Linked DNA regions of Mus musculus: region 2 is linked to region 1. A link is a contact called in public promoter capture Hi-C data. All regions are on one chromosome and are shown on one strand. The core of a region is the stretch at or near the end of the contact, and the rest is flanking DNA. Distances in the headings are between cores, read along the strand shown.

Evidence for each region. Capture Hi-C pulls out chosen DNA fragments and counts their contacts.
Region 2: a promoter capture Hi-C map of adipose tissue shows a contact between it and region 1. The contact joins two enhancer-like sites. A contact is called at or near these places in 3 of 115 datasets of contacts at active chromatin or transcription factors (embryonic stem cells and pancreatic cancer cells) and 3 of 9 other capture datasets (adipose tissue, liver and pancreatic islet).

The regions. Positions count from the first base shown.
Region 1 is chr3:88,443,228-88,449,126 of GRCm38.p6, reverse strand. Sema4a (sema domain, immunoglobulin domain (Ig), transmembrane domain (TM) and short cytoplasmic domain, (semaphorin) 4A) reads left to right here. Exons shown (of 15, transcript NM_013658.3): 10 at 986-1,136. Among named protein-coding and RNA genes, the nearest start is that of Mir7011, 5.2 kb to the right of the region's middle. Within about 2 kb of position 2,671, at least 41 of the 459 cell types and tissues checked have an H3K27ac peak or open chromatin away from gene starts, as enhancers often do. A contact at or near this core is called in adipose tissue, where this site is marked.
Region 2 is chr3:88,601,206-88,607,144 of GRCm38.p6, reverse strand. It overlaps Gm40090 (a long non-coding RNA gene), which reads left to right. Exons shown (of 3, transcript XR_003954655.1): 2 at 999-1,137. It also overlaps a transcript of Arhgef2 not described here. Among named protein-coding and RNA genes, the nearest start is that of Gm40090, 3.2 kb to the left of the region's middle. Within about 2 kb of position 3,329, at least 41 of the 459 cell types and tissues checked have an H3K27ac peak or open chromatin away from gene starts, as enhancers often do. A contact at or near this core is called in adipose tissue, where this site is marked.

The sequences.
Region 1 (5,899 bases), core at 1,422-3,921:
ATGATAGCCTCAGCTACTGGAGACTGTGTTAAGACAAACAAACAAAACCAATTCACTAGGCTAGGAAATGGAAGTAAAAGAAAATACCAGAAAGGCAGGACAAGGGTCTGTAGCGCTCAAATGCTATTGTAAAACTAAACACAGGCTGATGAGATGGCTCAGCTGTTCAGAGCACTGACAGCTCTTCCAGAGGTCCTGAGTTCAATTCAATACCCACATGGTGGCTGACAACCACCTGTAATGGAATCTGATGTCCTCTTCTGATGTGTTTGAGGACAGCTACATATACTGTACTGTCCAGTGTACTCATATACATAAAATAAATAATTTAAAACAAAAGAAAAAGAAAAAAAGTAAAACTAGACACAAACTTAGCACTAGCTTCCTAATGGCCATAGGTTATCGTTATGAGTGAGAAAACAGGAAGGACTTGCTCAGAGACCAAGAAAGGTCCAAAGGTCCCACAGCCACAGTCTGGCATCACAGTGTTTAGACACCTGCCAACCATGTATCAGGAAGCGAAGGTTTCTGGTGTGCAGGGTCTGTCATCAGTTAGATGCAGAACTGGGAACCCAGTCAGTGTGTCGAGGAGACTATGAGAAGACGTACTGGTTCGCCACAGACCAGCAGAAGAGACAGCCGTGGCTCATTCTCTGAGGACCACGAAGCCGGTTCTACCACTCTTCCTGTGGGCACAGCCCAGCCTGGGCAGGACAGGCAGGGGCCACCCCAGGGCCTACCTATGCCCCAATTAATCCTCATTAGGAGCAATCATATTTCAGATCCTGCGATGGGCTTCCAGACAGGCCTTAGGTCAGGGTCAGGGAACTCTGTGGGGCTGTCAGGTCCTTATCACCATCAGCAAGGAAAAAATAAGCCTCCAGAGGTTGGCCTGGCTCCTACCCTCTAGGCCGGCTGGGATTCCACTGGGGCTGGAGAGGCAGCCAAGGGAACCACAGTGAATGTCTTCTCTGGCTGTCTTCAGGCAGGTTGGCGGGACCAGGAGCTCAGCAGTCTGTGCCTTCTCTCTCACGGACATTGAGCGAGTCTTTAAAGGGAAGTACAAGGAGCTGAACAAGGAGACCTCCCGCTGGACCACTTACCGGGGCTCAGAGGTCAGCCCGAGGCCAGGCAGTGTAAGTACCACCCACTCCTCCCAGCACCATCATGGCAGGGCAAAGGTCCACACACCCCACCCAGCTGCTCATATGCCACAAATGTCTGATAACACCCTACATCCAGAACGATTGCCAGGGCCAACTCTTTCCCAGTGCTGAGCACCAAACCCCTGGCTTTATCACCAAAGAATTAAGAGCACATGGGCCAGGCGCCACAAGCATAGTTTTGGGCAGCTTCACCACCATTTCAGTTATTTTCAGGCAGGACCTCATGTAACTCAGGCTGGCCTTGAACTTCTGGCTACCTGGCCTCCACCTCCCAAATGCTTGGATTTCAGGCATGTGCCACCATGTCCAGCTTTTCACCTGCACCTTTTATTATTATTATTTTGTAATCTGAATTATCTGTACACGTAATTGAAATGAATCAAATAGGCTGAGCACAATGGCGTCCGTCTGTAATCCCAGTGGTCAGGAGGATGCAGGGGTAGGGAATTCAGTGCACATTCAAGGCAACCTCTGGATCAGAGACACCTACAGGACGGGTGCTGAAGCCCCATTCCCATCCAAGGCTGGCCTCAAACTCACCTCCTGCCTCTGTCCCGAGGGTGGGATCACAGGTGTGTGCTGCTTCTCCCTGGCTCTCGCTGGCATATCTCTCTCCAAACTCATGCTCACTGCCACAACATAGGTAGCTTGAAGTCGGTTTCAAAGGCAGTGTGCATCTCGGAAATTAGCAAATTCTACAAATCAGCCTTCCCTTCCCCCATGTTCTATTTCTAACTCATGTGAGCATTAAAAGGTGGCTTTTTTTTTTTTTTTTTCTGAGTTCTGGGAATCAAACCCAGGACCTCACATCTGCCCCGGCAAGTGCTCTAACACCAAGCCACAGTCTCCACCCCTAGGAATTTTTCAGCTATAGTTTTTATTTGTTTATTGTCTGTGATGTGTGTGGGTGCATGGGTAAAGGTGAGCGGACAATTTTGGGGAGTTGGCTCCCTTCTACCATCGTCCAATTGCCTCTAGAGCCATCTCCCCAGCCCCTGTCACTCTAATTTAGGCAGGATTACTATAGATGACTCACTCACAGCTGAGCGAGGTAGTAAGCCATGATAACCTTCCCTTTTTATAGACCTTCTGTTTACCTGGGGTGAGTTGTTATCCTGGTCGGTTTTTTGCTTGCTTTTTCTAAGTTCTTATATTCATTTCAACTTCTTCCCTAATCTCCTGGAGTTAGACCATTGGCTCCTTAAGCAGTTTCACTTTCTAAGAAAGCCTCAGATAGGCTGCAGCCCAGATGGCTGACCTCTGCGTCCATCTGCCTGGCCACAGTTTCCCTTCCTCCTCTTCTTGGAGTGTCCCTTGGCCACTCTCCAATGACGTAGCTTCTGTTTCTGGCACACATTCCGTGGCTTCATCTTTCTTTCCTTTTTTATCTTCCTTCCTTCCTTCTTTCCTTCTCTCTTTTGAGTCAGGACTCCTGTAGCTCATGGTGGCCCTGAACTCGATGGAGTTGAAGGTAACCTCAGTTTCTGATCCTCCTGCCTCCGTCATGAGTACCAGAAGTGTAAGCACTAAGCACGTACCATCGTGCCTAGTGCCTATGGCGTTGAGGGTTGCACCGTGAGCTTCCTGCATGTGGGCAGGCATTCTACTAACAGAGCTGTTCCCAGCACTCTGCTTCACCTTAAACTACCTCATTTTAGTAGAGGCTGTCCTCTATAGAGGCCTGAGAAAATAAAGACATAGGCAGGTAAAATTTTGGAGACGTTGAAAGCAGAAGCCTCCTTTATTTCACTCTTACTGTTGATGGTTTGACTAGGGTATGTAGTTAAGGGGCTGAAACCATCTCCTGCAAACTTTGCAAGGCTGACTATGTTACCTGTTTTGGAGATTTCCCAAGCTGTCTGGAGACCTAACCTTTTGGATATAACTTGTTTTCCCTCACTGGACTCTTTTAATGTTTAAATTACATAGTTCTTTGATTGTTTTGTGTGAGGGGCTCAGAGAGCAGCCTACAGGAGTCACTTCCCTTCCCATTAGGGAGAGAGGGCCAGCTGTCAGCAGCAAGCACCCCTACCTGCCGAGCCACCTGGCCAGTCCTTGGTGCTGAATTGGGTGCCCAGTGGACCACATTAGCCTGGACATTTCGTTTATTTTCTTGGCTTTGGAGAGCTTTTCTCATGCTCTGTGTCTTAGTCACTGTTCTATGGCCGTGAGGAGACACCGTGGCCAAGGCAGCTCTTATAAAAGAAAGCATTTAATTAGGGGCCGGCTACAGCTTCAGAGAGTGAGTTCATGGTTGGAAGCATGGCAGCAGGCAGGCGCAGGGCTGGTACAGTGGTTGAGAGCTTTATATCTCATCTATAGGCAGGAGGTAAAGAGACCTGGGCCTGGTGTGGGCTTTTGAAACCTCAAAGGCCACCTCAAGTGACACACCTCCTCCATCTAGTCACACCTCCTAATCCTAACCAGTTCAGTAGTGTGGGGCAGGGTGAGCCAAACATTCAAACAGAGGAGCCTGTGGGAGCCTTTCTCCTTCAGGTCTCCCATATACAGGTAGAGCTTGGTGGTAGAGCACTAACCTAGCCTCCACAAGGCCCTGGGCTCCATCCCCAACACTTCAGAACAGAAAAGTCTGCTTGAACTGTTTGTCCCTGTTTTTCTTTTTCTTTTTTTTTTTTTGTCCCTGTTTTTCATTCGACAAATATTTATTTTGCACGTGCTACTGTGTGATGCTACAGTAGACTGTGGGATGCAGGAGTGATTGAGTCAGAACGCAAGCCTCCCCATTCTGGAACTTACTCTTGAAAAAGACTGACTTCCTTTTATTTCACATGTATGAGTGCTTTGCCTGCATGTAGTATGTATGTGTAGCATGTGTGTGCTTGGGGCTTGAGGAGGTCAGAAATAGGCATTGGGTCCCCTGGAACAGGAGTTGTAGATACTGTGAGCCACTGTGTGGGTGCTGGGTACTGAACTCAGATCCTTTGCAAGATCAGCTAAGTACTCTTCACTGCTGAGCCAGCTGTCCTATTTTAATTTATTCTTTTGAAAGAGGCTTTGCTGTGTAACTTAGCCTGGCTTCAAAATTGTAATTCTCTTGCCTCTCTCTTTCAAGTGCTGTGAGAACAGACATGTGTTCCCGCTCACAGCTCAGAACATCTAAGATACTGTAAAGCAGTACTTCTAGGGGTCTCAACCCCGGTGTGGGGGAGGGGTCAAATGACCCTTTCACAGGGCCCACCTAAGGTGATTGGGAAACACAGGTCTTTATGATTCATAACAGTAGCAAAACTACAGTTATTAAGTAGCAATGAATAATTTTATGGTTGAGGGTCACCACAACATGAGGAACATGTATTAAAGAGTCAGCATTAGGGAGGTTAAGAACCACTGTTATAAGGCTGGAGAGATGGCTCAGTGGTTAAGAGCACTGACTGCTCTTCCAAAGGTCCTGAGTTCAAATCCCAGCAACCACATGGTGGCTTACAACCATCTATCATGAGATCTGACACCCTCTTCTGGTGTATCTAAATTACAGCTACAGTATACTTACATATAATAATAAATAAATCTAAAAAAAAAGAAGAAGAAGAACCACTGTCATAAAGGGTTTTTTTTGCTGTGTGTACATATACAATATTTGTATGTATACATGCATGTATATATGTGTACATGTATATATGTATGTATATATGTGTACATGTATATATGTATGTATATATGTGTACATGTATATATGTGTGTGTGAATATGTGTGCATGTATATATACATGTGTACATGTGTATGCATGTATGTGTCCATGTGCATGCATATGTGTATTACATGCATGTGTGTACATGTGTGTATGTGTGTGTACATGCATGTGCATGCATGTGTACATGCATGTTATAGGCCAGAGGTTGATGCTCTGTTTCTTCCTCATGTGTATCCCCATCTTTTACTCTCTTTCTTTTTATTCCATTGCCCTGGCTGGCCTGGAAGTCATTATGTAGATCAGGTTGACCTTAATTTCACAGAGATCTGCCTGCCTCTCCCTCCCATGTGCTGGGTCCACAATGCCCAGCTTTGCATCTTGCTTTTTGAGAACATCTCTCACTGAACCTAGAGTTTATTGATTGACTAGACCAGCTGGCCAGCAAGCCCTAAAGAGCCTCTCCTTTCCACGCCCCAGCACTGGGGGTGCAGGCACACATGCACTTGGCTTTTATGGGGCTGCTGGGGACCCAAACACAGGTCTTTATGTGTATACACTTCCCCAGCTTCCCCACACACTTCCCCAGCCTCCCCACACACTTCCCCAGCCTCCCCACACACTTCCCAAGTCTCCCCATACACCCCAGCCTCCCCACACATTTCCCCAGCCTCCCCACACATTTCCCCAGCCTTCCCATACACTTCCCCAGTCTCCCCACCTCTTCCCCTCCCCCCACCCCCCAGACAAGGTTTCTCTGTGTAGCCCCGGCTGTCCTGGACTCACACTATAGACCAGAGATCTGCCTGTCTCTGTCTCCCAAGCACTGGGATTAAAGTGTGTGCTGACACCATCTAGCTACCCAGTTCCCAAATTTTAAAAATATGGTCTGTTTACTTCAGTCAAGATCCAAATAATATCTACAGAGTGTGATAGAGTGTTCTATTAAGTGTCTTGTAATTTACATTTTATTTTCGTTATAGATGTATTTCTATAGCCAGGCTCTTTATTTTTGTTTATGTGTATGTATATGTACATGTTTCTGGGTATGCCACGTGTGTGAAGGAGCCTGCAGAGGCCAGA
Region 2 (5,939 bases), core at 2,080-4,579, 160 kb before region 1:
GGGGGGGGGGGGAGGGAGGGCTGGACTCACTTCGGACTCATGTGAACAATCCCCTCCCCCGACCTTCTCTTTTTAACTTCCTCTATTTGGGGGAAGTGGTCAGGGATTTTCCAGGAGATAGGGAAGACGTGGGTCCTTCTCCCCAAACCTGCTAAGAATATGCAGACCTCTGAGGGAGGGCAGCTGTCCCCAGCCAAGCAGGGTGGCCTATCTCTATCATCTCAGTACGTGAGAGAGACTAGCCTGGGCTACCTGAAGCTCTGTCTCAAAAAACAAAAACCAACTGACAAACTAGTAAACATAAACCCCTGCTGTTTCTGGCTGCAGCTTTGTCCAAGAGACAGGTCCGCCTCAGTCTGAAGCCAGCAGCGTGGCAGACACCTGGGGAACAGTACCCACTTACATTAAGAAGCCTCTTAAACGTTCTCTGGACCTATTTTCTGGCTGTAGAATGAAGAGGCTAGATTATATGATCTCCAAGTTGTCGTCGTCGTCGTTTTTGCTCCGTTGTGTGGGGCTATGGAACTCAGATGGTGCCCACCCAGTTCTCCTCCCGAGCCCACCTGCTGGTGGTGCCATCCGTGGGAATGAGTGCCACTGTGGAGACCCCTGTTTTAGAAGCTCCATATTTCCCAAGCTTGTTCACAGGCTGGGCTGTGATTCTCCAGGAGAGCTTTCCACTCCGTTCATTCCTCAGAGATCCGAGTCTCTCCAGAGAGATTGGTGGCAGGGTGGGGGTGGGGCAATGACACCAGGATGTGCCTTTCTGAACACTCTTCCCAAGGTCTACAGATGAGCAAGGGAGGGTCAGAAGGTGCCCTGGGGACTCACCTGCTTATTGGATCCTGGAACTCCTTGCCAGGCCCCCAACTGTGTCTTTTGAAGGAGTCAGTAGTGTAACTGCGGGCACGGAAAGCCCCGGACCTTCTAAGGAGTGATGTGTGGAAGCCATCCTTGTTGTCTTCCTGGTTTTCCTCCCTCCCCTCCACTTCCTCCAGCTGTTCTCTGGATTCCACAGCAGCTGGGCAGCACTGAGGGAGACCATGAGGCACTGGGTCTTCACCTATGAAGGGCTCCCCTGGGACCGATCTGTTCATGGAAGGTACTCGGAGACAGCCCTGAATCAAGAAGAAAGAGGTGAGGGCTGGTGAGATGGCTTGGTGGGTAAGAACACTGACTGCTCTTCCAGAGGACCTGAGTTCAAATCCCAGCAACCACATGGTGGCTCACAACCACCCATAATAAGATCTGATGCCCTCTTCTGGAGTGTCTGAAGACAGCTACAGTGTACTTATGTATAATAATAAATAAATCTTAGAAAGAAAGAAAGAAAGAAAGAAAGAAAGAAAGAAAGAAAGAAAGAAAGAAAGAAAGAGGTGAGCAAAATTCTAGAACCCTGGAGGCCATGGTGCTACAGGCCTGTAATTCTCATCCTTCAAGAGGTTCATGGGGATGGCCCTGAGTGGGGTCAGGCTAGGCTGGCTTGGATGTTGAATTTCATATTAGCTTGTATTAAGAAAGAGGCTGTGTCTTTTACTTCCTTTTTTTAGTTTTATTTATTTATTTTATGTATATTAATATTGTTTTCTTTTTTTCTTTTCTTTGTTTGTTTCTCTGCCTTCCAAGTGCTGGGATTAAAGGCGTGCGCCACCACTGCCAGCCAAGTGTTCTGTTTTCATGCTTGCTAGAAGAGGGAATCAGATTCCATTCCAAATGGCTGTGAACCATCATGTGGTTGCTGGGAATTGAACTCACGACCTCTAGGAGAGCTGCCAGTGCTCTTAACCGATGAACCATCTCTCCAGCCTGAGGCCCCTGTCTTTTAAAGAAATAAAGAAGCTGGGTGTGGGTGGCACACACTTTTAATCCCAGCACTCTAAAAACAGGCAGTCTGATCTTCGTGAGTTTGAGACTAGCCTGGTCTACGTAGCAAGTTCCGGGCTAGCCAGAACTACAGAAAGAAAGAAAAGATCCTGGAGTGGGGACATCTCCACAGCCAGGCTGCTAAGCATCTCCTACCCCTCCCTTTGCTGAGACAGAGGCAGAGGCAAAGAATGCCTGCCTCAGGATCATGAGGTCCGCTGCATGCAAGGTCAAGTCTAGAACTTGGCTTTTCTAGCTCTTAATACACTGTTCTTTCCAGTGAAGAGAGCCTGGCTGGCAGAGGCGGCACATGTCTGCAGTCTCAGCACTTAGGAGGCAGACGGGAAAATCCAGAGTTCAAGGCCACTGTGCGCACTAAAGCAAGTTGAAAGCTAAAGGACACAGTGAAACCTTGTTTCAGAATGAAAACTATAAAGAGAAGTTCTTGTTTGCTCATTAATATCCCTCATGGAGCATCTATATTGAAAACAGCCATGCTAAGAAAAGCAGATACTGCAGATACTGAGTCTGTCCTTATAGTTGTGTGTGTGTGTGTGTGTGTGCGCGCATGCACACATAACTGTCAAATGCTGCAAGAGAAATTTTATCAAATCTTTGGCCAGGAAGAGTAAGGCAGTGCACAAGTTTAGATCCAGCCCTCAGGAGGCAGAGGCAAACCTCTGGGCCTTCAAGAAGAGCCTGATCTACATAGTAAGTTCCAGGACAGACAACAAACAAACAAAAAAACAGACCCAAAACCAACAACACAGCAAAAATAAAAACAAAGACAAAAACAAAAAAAACTTTTGTCTACCAGTGGGCCAGCACACATTACTAACTGGGAGTCTCCAGAAAGCAAAACAGGAGATGCAGGCTGACTTTGAGTGGGGCTAGAGTCAGGCCAAGAGAAGAGAAAAGCTACTAGGTTGGTAATGTAATGGGAAAAGGTCCTTATGTGGGCCTGGTGAAGTGGCTTGGTGGGTAAAGGCACTTGTCTGCAAGCCTGACTCCCTGAGTTCAATGCCTGGATCCTACAGTGGACGCAGGGAACAGACTCCCGAATGTCCTCTGACCTCCACGCATGTGCTGTGGAACGGTGCTCAAACAAGTGGCTCCTTTATTATTATTTATGCATGTGTGGCTCAGCGTACTTAAGGAGGTCAGAGGACACCTTCCAGGAGTTGGCTCTCTCTTTGTTCTCTCCATTGCTCCCTCCCACCTTCCCCAGACCGCTTTCCTCAGGAAATGGCTGAAGAAACAAGGAAGTAGACAATGAGGTCACATCTCTGTTTCCGGTGACACACATAGGAGATTCTAAAACAGGCGCTTGAAATGAAGTAACAGGGCAGGAAAAAACACTAAGCTGTCCCTTGATTTATCTTCCTGACCCCTTACTGCCCTGGACTGTCTCCACCTCTCTGGTGACTTCATTGACTAAGCTGCTGACCAATGACTAACAACTAGGGGGAGAACTTTAAATGTATGCAGCAGGGGGCGCTGTCGCTCAAAGCCAACCCCATGCTTCTTTCAGGTGTAACTGTGGTTTAATTGGGTTTACAAGTACAACCTTCCTAAGCAGGAATGGTCTTGGGCTTCTGTTACTGCCTCCTCCTCCTCTTTCTCTTCTCACTTTTGTCTTAGAAAATACAAGAATGGCATTCCTCACTGTGGTGGTTTCAATGAAAAGAGCCTCTATAGACTCTCATATTTTGAGTGTTTGGTCCCCAGTTTGGGAAAGAATAATGGGTGGGGTCTTGTTGGAGAGGTGTGTCACTGGGCGTAGGTTTAAGGTTTCCAAAACCTTCACCAGCTCCAGTGTCTCCCCACCTCCTCTCTCGGTCTCCTGCCTGTGAATCAAACATAAACTCTCAGCTACTGCTCCCGCACCCCGTTTATGCCTTCTTTTATAAGTTGCCTCAATCATGCTGTCTCTTCACAGAAATAGAATCATGATTAAGACACTTGGGGGGGGGGGCTGGAATAATGGCTCAGCGGGTAAGAGCACTGAATGCTTTTCTGAAGGTCCTGAGTTCAAGTCCCAGCAACCACATGATGGCTCACAATCAACTGTAATGAGATCTGATGCCCTCTTCTGGAGTGTCAGAAGATGGCTATAGTGTACTTACATATAATAAATAAATCTTTTTAAAAAGACAAAAACAAAAACAAACCAACAAAAAAAAAAGACACTTAGGGTTTAACGGGGGGTGGGGGTGGGGGGAGAGGGGACACATGCCTTTAATCCCAGCACTAGGCCATCTGAGAGATCTCTGTGAATTTGAGGCCAGCCTGGTCTATAGAACAAGTTCCAAGACAGCCGGAACTACACAGCCTGTCTTGAACCACCCCCACCTCCCAAAAAAAGACACCTATCTACTTATCCTACGAGAATATCAAGGATGCTAAGATACTGACGATAGCTGGGCACAGAGGTGCTCACCTCTCCCCCCCACACACACACACACACACTCGAGGCAGAGGCCATCTTGGTCTGTGTAGAGAGTTACCGGGAAGCCAGGGCTACATAGAGAGACCCGTTCTCAGAGAGAGAGAATGAATGAGAGCAACATGCATCAAGCAATTAACATAACTCCCATGCTAGGAACACATTCTATTGTTGCCACTGTTATGTTATTTAGGGCTTCCTGGAGTGAAGACCTAGAAAGACAGAAGCAGAAATAGGCATTGTGTAAGGTGACCTGCAGTTTTATCTTGAGACAAAAAGAGAAAATAAAAAGTCACAGTCAGACACTAACACCGCTGTGTGCAAAGTTATCAGGAAGAAGAGAAAAGAACAGCCTGTCTAATGCTCAGAGCCCTGGAAGGGAGGAGGCGGGAGGGGTCCTTTAGGATAGATCACGGCAAACCTTAGGTGTCAAGGCCATATCTGCCTTGTTAACATCTACAGTGCTGGATGTCAAACCCAGGGGCTCACACATGCCAGGAAAATGTTGGACCATTCAGCTACAATCCTAGATTTTGGGTTTTGAGACAGGACCTCGCTATGTAACCCAAGTATTTCAAGAATTCATGGAAACTCACCTGCCTCAGCCTCTGAACTACTGCAACTATTTGTTTGTTTTTGTAATTTTTCTTTTTTTTTTTTTTTTACTGTGTAGCCCTGTCTAGCCTTGAACTCACAGAGATCCAATTGTCTCTGCCTCCTGAGTGCTGGGATTAAAGGCATGTGCCATCATCTCCCAACTAGTTGTTGCTGTTTTATTATTTTTTTTTAAGATTTATTTATTTATTTATTTATGTAAGTACGCTGTAAATAAATAAACTTCAGACACTCCAGAAGAGGGCATCAGATCTTGTTACAGATCTTGAACCATCATGTGGTTGCTGGGATTTGAACTCAGGACCTTTAGAAGAACAAGTCTGTGCTCTTAACCACTGAGCCATCTCTCCAGACCCTGTTGTTGTTTGTTGTTGTTGTTGTTGTTGTTTATTTTCTATGTTTGGGTATTCTGCCTGCCTACATGTTCCCTTCAGAGACTAGAAGATCAGATCACCCTAAGTCTAGAGTTATATATGGTTATAAGCCACCACCATGTGGGTGCTGAGAATCAAGTCTGGGCTTCCAGTAAGAGCACCCAGTGCTCTCAACCACAGTCACCCAGCCCCGTGTTTTCTGAGACAGTGTCTCTCTCTCTATAGCACAGGGTGTGCTGGAACTTGCTACATAGGCCGGGATGACCTCGAACTCACAGAGATCTACCTGCCCTTGCCTCCTGAGTGCTGATGTCTTTTAAAAAATGTGTCATGCCAGGCATGGTGGCTCATTCCTTTAATCCCAGCACTCGGGAGGCAGAGGCAGGCAGATTTCTGAGTTCAACGCCAGCCTGGTCTACAGAGTGAGTTCCAGGACATCCAGGGCTATACAGAGAAACCCTGTCTCAAAAAAGAAAAAAAAAAAGAAAGAAAAAGAAAAAAAAAGAAAAAATGTGTCCTATGTAAATGGTGTTTTGCCAGCATGTACATCTGAACCTGAGAAGACCACATCAGACCCCATGAGACTGTAGTGACAGATGGCTGTGAGCTACCATGTGGGTGCTGGGAATTGAACTCAAGCC